Linked DNA regions of Mus musculus: region 1 is linked to region 2. Evidence: chromatin contacts called from public promoter capture Hi-C data. All regions are on one chromosome and are shown on one strand. The core of a region is the stretch at or near the end of the contact, and the rest is flanking DNA. Distances in the headings are between cores, read along the strand shown.

Region 1 (4,048 bases), core at 979-3,478, 300 kb after region 2:
TTCTGTTGTTGGGTTTTTCCAGACAGAGTTTCTCTGTGTAGATGTCCTGGAACTCTCTCTGTAGACCAGGCTGGCCTTGAGCTCATAGGGATCCTCCTGCCTCTGCTTCCCGAGGACTGGGATTAAAGGCTTGGGCCACCATTACCCAGCAATTTGTTTTGTTTTGTTGTTTTGTTTTGTTTCAATCTTCCTTGACACTAAATTCCCAGAAGGAACTGTTTGTTTCTGACAAAACTTATAGAACAGGCCCTAGGTTTTGTCTGTAGCACCACTAGAAAACAGAACAAAACTTTCAAAGGAAGGGAAATGCACAAAGTTTAAAGGTCACTGAAGGCTGAGGATGCTGGAGTGTCTGAGGCTTGGAAGCCCAGCATGCCACACACAAACTGCCTTTGCTCAGAATAAGAAAACCAAACTGTGGGTGCTGCTGGCCCTGAGAAAGAACTTGAACCATTCAAAAACCAAATGGTTCTATTTCACATTTTTCTAAGGACTATGTTTAACATACAGGCATGGGATTTGGTTACTTTTCTGAGAATTCACCATGCAAGCAATTCATTAGCAAGCTTAATGTCCTCATAGTGGATATTTATTTACCATGACCAGGATTTCTGTTGGATCTTTTTTAAAAGGTTTGTTTATTTGTATGTGCATGAGTATTCTGCTCACATATATGTATGTTCACTGTGTGTGTGTGTGTGTGTGTGTGTGTGTGTGTTACCCTTAGGGATGAAGAAGGTATTAGATGCCCTGGAACTACAGTTATGGATGGATACGAGCTACTATGTAGGTTCTGGGACTTGAACTCACTAACTATTGAATATGCTTTTTGTTGTGTGTGTATGTGGGGAGGGGGGGGTGCTACATGTTTATGCTAACAGAAGGTAGGTGATAAAACCACTCCAGGATACTCCTCCTCCATGCTGTTGTCTTCGTCAATAGCCTGTCTGAAGGGCACACATCTTATGTAACTGCATCAGTGATGACTCGAAAATAATTTTAGCTTTTCTTCATCAGTCCCTGCAGAGGTTTTTTTGAGTCACTTATTTTATCATGCCACAAACCCAACTAATTATTTCTTACTTTAATTAGATTTTATATGGTATGATTTGCCTTAGAAATGAAGTAGTCAACATCTGTCCATCATTAGTATGGCACTAAAACGTAAAGGAGTGAACCAAAAAAAAAAAAAAAAAAAAGTTTTCCTGTCTGTGATAAGCTCTAAATGTCTATTAACAAATTGAACGGAGACATTAGTGTGATTGATGATAAAAACTCTGAGGCCCATGCCTGAGTGCTCCTTTTTTGTTAACAAGACAGTGGTTATTCCTGTGGGCATGCAATAGCAAGCCCTTGTACCCTAGGTGGTATTAGGGGGGCCTGTGATCTTTAGTGAGCTCACCTTGGATTGTATGCGACACCACACAATGCTTTTTGTACCTGGGAATGATCTTTTAAAAAGACGAAGTTGCTGATGCAGTGCCATCTTCTGTACACCAAAGCCACTTCAGTGGTGTTAGCTTGCATTGTTTTGTGTTGTTATTGTTGTTTGGTTTTTCCGGACACAGTTTCTGTGTAGCCCTGGTTGGCTTCAAACTCAGGGGTCTTCCTGTCTCTGTCTTTCAAGTGCAGGGATTAAGTGCATGGCCACTAAGCTTGGCCTGCCAAAGCTGTGTTTATGCACATCTGTGACGCAAGAGGTGGTTTGGCTCACGCTCTCATGTGTCTCACTGTTGCCCATGAATGACGTTTGACCCTGAAGTTTCCTTTACCAGTAAGAGCAGCTGTGTCCAAGTCGATGTTGAAGTGTCTGTGCTGTGCTGGGCACCTGTTAGTGTCAGGCACGCTCAACATCATAGCGATAACCAGCATACGGTGGTTCTCTGTGGACAGTGTGCCATGTTGGTACCCTCCCTCACCCTCCGTGGGCCTTATGTCTATACCTGTGTGGCATGAGCTTGTTCATTTCTTGGTCCTAAGACATTGAAACTATCTTAATTAGCTGAAGGGTAAAACTGAGACAGTGCTTAGAATCTATGTTTAGTTCTGCTGCTAGGTTACCAGTTCCAATTGAGCTTCATGTTTCCCCACTCCCAGGGGTCCTATCCCTCCCAGGAGAGCTCTTACAGGTCCTGGCCATGTGTCAGTCATCACAGGTAAGGAACAGACACGAGTTGATAGAGAATCAATAGAGGCCTGTGTTTCATAAGTTCTTTAGAAGTTCATTAGTTAGTAACCATGAGAAATGTGGTACATTTCCAAGTAAATACTTGAATTCTGCCCTCCGGCCCTTTCTGGTCTCAGAGGTCATATTGCTGATGTTCATGTAGACATAGATTTCGTATGACTTAGTTAAACAAGTGTTAACTGTTTTTTCAAGGGGAAAATCAAGCTGGCTCAGTAGACACTTACTATTTTACTTGCCAGCTTACCTTCTTCTGAGTTGCCCTTCCCAACATCAATTTAAAATACATACAGGGGGCTGGTGAGATGGCTCAGCAGGTAAGAGCACCGACTGCTCTACCGAAGGTCCTGAGTTCAAATCCCAGCAACCACATGGTGGCTCACAACCATTGGTAACGAGATCTGACTCCTCTTCTGGAGTGTCTGAAGACAGCTACAGTGTACATACATATAATAAATAAATAAATCTTTAAAAAAATAATAAAATAAAATTCATACAGTTAGAAAGTGGCTTGCACATAATATAAGCGGTACTTGTCATTTTTCAGACCACAGAATATAGTGCTCAGAAAGTGATTGATCCCAGAGTAACTTAATGATTTAGTACATCATTGAATTAAGGGGAGCAGCCCCCACTCCCGAGATATACTGTTAGAAAATGTGCAAGTGACTTAAAGTGGGTTGATGGTAAATGACAGTCTGAACTTGACTATGTGAGCCAGTGAACTTGGGTTTCTTACTTTCTGTGCCTTCTGCTGGCAAGCTCTGTGCCCTAGTTAACACTTGATTTTAATAATAAGCGTGCCTTCCTGAGAAGAGATATGTATCTGCGTGCACAGACGTGCAAGCAGAAACTGGTAATACCTGTCATCAGAATCAGGAGACTCTTCACCTTGTGGGTGAAGATTCTGATGTGTCTTGCTTTTGTTTGGGGGAACTACCACAGGTTTGGGGTGAGCCGAAGATCCCCAGCTTCCATCGACAGGCAGAACACCCAGTCGGATATAAGTGGCAGTGGAAAATCCACTCCCAGCTGGCAGAGAAGTGAGGACAGCCTTGCCGACCAGATGGGTGAGTGAGGGATTTGTATGTCAGAACAAGGTGACCTTGATAGCATCAGAGCACAGTGTTAGAAGGACAGCCCCAGTTAGCAGGTGCGTGGGAATTCCTCTCTGCTAGACTGTGTGCATATGAAAGCAACAGATAAGGCCAGGGTTCTTGGTGACTCTAAACTTCAGTCAGAGTGACCCAGGGATTATGTTTGAAGACCTGCTTGCTGGGGTGGGTGGGTTGGTTGGTTGGTTTTACCTTGTGCCTGGGAAGTTTAGTAGTCCTAATATTGAATTTTAAGGGAAAATCAATCACTGCACAAGGTGGGAAGAAAATGAATTTTTGTTTGGTCACATTTGTAGGTTGGTTAGACACTCTGTCCTGCCCGATGGATACTTTCAAATAATCTTTCCCCTCCACTCTTAGGCTATCAACTAAGAAAATATCTTAACACAACAGCAGGCCCTCAGTGGGCCCTCAGTCACGTTCTTGGTGCATTGCCCTCTGAGGATGTGAGGAGAAACCCATCCACCTCCTGTGGCACCATAAACATTGCTCGCCACGGGGAATTTTGCCATGCAGAAATTACACTTGAACAGGCACGTCAGAGATTTGATGTCAGCACAATTCGTACATCAAAGACTTGATTATGAACTGTCCGGTTGGGTTTTCTATCCTCTCATCCTGTGCCTCCATCCTATAATCCTTGTCTCTTTCCCCTGGAAGTATTATCATCAATGTAGGATACAGGACTGCACATTTCATGCCTGTAGGTTGATGCTTTTGTTCTGTGTGCGTGACTGTCCCAGGTAAA
Region 2 (3,854 bases), core at 819-3,318:
CTGTCCGCTCCTAACGTGAAGCCATACTCTCTGTAGTGTCAGCCCCATGCTGCTCTATGTGGCAAAGCCACATCCAGGCAGGTAGTACAGGAGGGAGTCTAGGAGCTCAGACATGGTGATAGCACAGGCCCTACTCCAGCCTTGAACCCGAGGCCCTGTCGTTTTGGTATGTCTTCTCCAGGTTTAGCCACACATTGTGTCCATTTCCCTATCACCTACAGGTCCCTGCTACTCCTTACTCTAGAGTCGTCTGTTAATTTTGCTTTCAAATTTTTTTTAAAAAAATATTTATTTATTTATTTATTTATTTATTTATTTTATGTCTATGAGTACACTGTAGCTGTACAGATGGTTGTGAGCCTTCATGTGGTTATTGGGAATTGAATTTAGGACCTCTGCTTTCTCTGGTCAACCCCACTCGCTCCAGCCCAGAGATTTATTATTATAAATTAGAACACTGTCGCTGTCTTCAAACACACCAGAAGAGGGCGTCAGATCTCACTATGGATCATTGTGAGCCACCATGGGATTGCTGGGATTTGAACTCAGGACCTCTGGAAGAGCAGTCAGTGCTCTTATCCACTGAGCCATCTCGCCAGTCCTTGCTTTCAATTTTTATTCCCTGAGAAATTGACAGTCATGTCCCTTTGTCATGTCCCATTTAAAAGTCTAAATCTGTCTCCTTACTGCAGAAATGTCTCACACAAGTCCAGCCTGACAAACACTTGTCGTTGTTCACTCATCTGCCCTTCACAGCCTTTTGCCTTGCTCACCTACCCTTCCTCTCTTGACCTCTGACCTCTGACCTCTGCTGACAGTAACCTCATTCTTACCTGCCAGTTCCAACCCAGGCTCTGACCCAGGTACCTCCTGCTGCCTCTACCTGCCTTACCACTCTATTTTTTACTTTTATTTGTTTCTCTATGTAGTCCTTGTTGGCATTTTGTCTAGGCTCTGCCCCATGGTTACCTGGCAACAGCCAGGTGTGCCTGAATCACTATAAAAGGGGCTGCTTGCCCCCTCCTCCTTCTCCTTTCTCTCTCTCTCTCTCTCTCTCTCTCTCTCTCTCTCTCTCTCTCTCTCTGCCTTTCTCTGTCTCTACTATCCCCTCAATTCCCCTCCCCATGCTCTGAATAAACTCTATTCTATACTATACCATCGTGTAGCTAATCCCTCAAGGGGAAAGGATGCCTTCGTCTGGGCCCGCTGAGACACCCCCTTCCCCCATACCTGACTACACCTCCATAGAACATATCCCCCCTCTTTATTTTTATAAAACACAACAGTTAAGTGCTCTTAACCACTGAACCAACCATTTGGCATACTGGAGCGGCTGGCTGAGCCTCGTTTGGTGGGTTTGCTGGAGTGGGGCTTCTGTCCTAAAACCTCTGGTTACCAGGCCATCCGGAAGATCATCCTTGCATCCGCCAGCACTGCCAGTGTCGTGGGCAAGGCTGTCCCTTCGCTGAGTAGGAAGCTCTGCTGTAGCCTTCTTCTTGGCAAAAGCCCAGCTTTGCTTCTGGGAAAGGATGCTAAAATCTGATACAGTCGAGAAAGTAGTAGAGCGATGACTCCGTAGTTAAGAGCACTTACTGTTCTCCCACAGGTACTGGGTTCAGTTCTAAGCACCAATTTGGGGGCTCACAAACGCCTGTAACATGGCCTCTGCAGGTCTATGGTGCACACACATATACTCAGCCACATAAATGTAAAACAGAAGAAATAAGAAAAAACACTAGGTTGTAAAGTAGACATTAGCGAGCACCCTAAAGGCCATCCTTAGGTATCCTGTCCCTCATCAGCCCACGACAACGCATGCACACGATGATTGGTCAGTTGTTTAATGCCGGTCTCTCCTGTTCTTGCAGGCAAGCTCCTTGAGACTAGAGGATTTCATCTGCTCTGGACACTGTCCCAAACAGCGCTTGGATGCACAGTGCTTCCTTTAGAAGAACTTGTTTAGTTTCTGAACCGGAAACTTGTGGGAGAATCTTGAAATAGCCCCGGCTCAAGCTGTTTATTTTTAGAAGCGTCCGTCGTCACTCCTGGGCGATGCTTTGACTTGGATTCTCTGGTGACATCTTTTTAGCATTGGTCATTCCAGCCTGGGCTGTGGTTTCAGCACACTCCAAGTGTAAAGCTGACGGCAGCATTTGAGCAGAGGGAAGTTAGGAGAGCTTTTAAAACTTGGAGAGCTTATAAAAAAAAAATCTACCAGTGCTGAGAAGATATAAAGGCACGTTAATACCAAAGGTCAAATGTATGGCTTCTCTTATCTTCTTCCTGACGAAGAAATCACTTTTAATCTAAAGAACATGCCCCAGTAATTTCCAAATGTAAACAGATGGGATTTGAAAGCGGACGGATTGACGTGCCTGTGTTTGCTCAACACAAACCAATAAAAGAGAGCGGTCGTTCCCTTTGTTCTTTTGCAATGCACTTAAGTAAAGGATAGTATCGTGGAGGGGGAGGGGGAGGGGCGGAGCAGGAGCCTTCTGGGGTTCCTGGGGTGCCTGAGTCAGGTCTGTGACACCTGCAAGGGTTAAAAAGGCAATTCACACCTGTGAGACAGAGAAGAAAAGAAGGTAAGCAGAGACCCGGAAGGAAAGCGAATGGAGGCCGATTATTTTATTTTTTATTTTTTTAATTTAATTTTATTTTTTTAACACTCGATATTTTATCCCCCCTCCCCATCTACCCTCCGACTGTTCCACATCCCACACCTCCTCCCCACCCTCCTGTCTCCACGTGGATGTCTCCACCCTCCACCCCACCTGATCTCTAAACTCCCTGGGGCCTCCATCTCTTCAGGGTTAGGTGCATCATCTCTGAATGAACACAGACCCAGAAGTCCTCTACTGTATGTGTGTTGGGGGCCTCATATCAGCTGGTGTATGCTGTCTGTTTTGGTGGTCTAGTGTTTGAGAAATCTTGGGGGTCCAGATTAATTGAGACTGCTGGTCCTCCTACAGGATCACCCTTCTTCTCAGCTTCTTCCAGCCTTCCCTAACTCAACAATAGGGGTCAGCTGCTTTTGTCCATTGGTTGGATGCAAATATCTGCATCTGACTCTTTCAGCTGCTTGTTGTGTCTTTCAGAGGGCAATCGTGATAGGTCCCTTTTTGTTAGTGCTTCATAGCCTCAGTAATAGTGTCAGGCCTTGGGCCTCCCCTTGATCTGGATCCCACTTTGGGTCTGTTCTTTTCCTCAGGCTCCTCTCCATTTCTATCCCTGTAATTCTTTCAGACAGGAACAATTATGGGACAGAAATATGACTGTGGGATGGCAACCCCATCTCTCACTTGATGTTCTGTCTTCTTGCTGGAGGTGGGCTCTATAAGTTCCCTCTCCCTACTGTGGGGCATTTCATCTAAGGTCCCTCCCTTTGAGTCCTGAGAGTCTCTCACCTCCCAGGTCTCTGGTGCACTCTGGAGGGTCCCCCCAACCCAACCTTGGGAGAGAGAAGAAAGCAATCACAAGTGGGGAGGGAGGGAGGGACCTGGGAGGGAAACTGGAGGTGGGGTAGTGGGGGGGGGGGACCTGATCTGGTATTGGGTGAGGGAAAAGGACTGAAGAAAGAATGGAAACAGGCAACCGTCGGGGCGGGGGGGTGGGGGGGGGTGGGGGGGTGGGGGGGGGAGCAGGAATAGGAGACTGATTTTAACATTCTTCCATTCCCAAGTCAGGGATGGACTAGGCCCATCTCTTGAGACTGCCACCAGGTCTTCTTGCATGACTTCAGGCTTCTGCTTGGAGGAGTTCATTAACTTCCTTGAGGCTCTGCTTTCTTGAAAAACAACAACAACAACAACAACATAACCTGTGATCGAACAGTAACCTGATGGCCAAGTGCA

What was found. Capture Hi-C pulls out chosen DNA fragments and counts their contacts.
Region 1: a promoter capture Hi-C map of liver shows a contact between it and region 2. The contact joins two enhancer-like sites. A contact is called at or near these places in 3 of 9 other capture datasets (adipose tissue, liver and pancreatic islet).

What each region holds. Positions count from the first base shown.
Region 1 is chr12:82,417,408-82,421,455 of GRCm38.p6, forward strand. Sipa1l1 (signal-induced proliferation-associated 1 like 1) reads left to right here. Exons shown (of 21, transcript NM_172579.3): 12 at 3,131-3,255. Among named protein-coding and RNA genes, the nearest start is that of Gm51987, 27 kb to the right of the region's middle. Within about 2 kb of position 2,229, at least 10 of the 459 cell types and tissues checked have an H3K27ac peak or open chromatin away from gene starts, as enhancers often do. A contact at or near this core is called in liver, where this site is marked.
Region 2 is chr12:82,120,648-82,124,501 of GRCm38.p6, forward strand. It overlaps Gm30799 (a long non-coding RNA gene), which reads left to right. Exons shown (of 7, transcript XR_001780654.1): 7 at 1,869-2,423. Among named protein-coding and RNA genes, the nearest start is that of Gm30799, 53 kb to the left of the region's middle. Within about 2 kb of position 2,069, at least 111 of the 459 cell types and tissues checked have an H3K27ac peak or open chromatin away from gene starts, as enhancers often do. A contact at or near this core is called in liver, where this site is marked.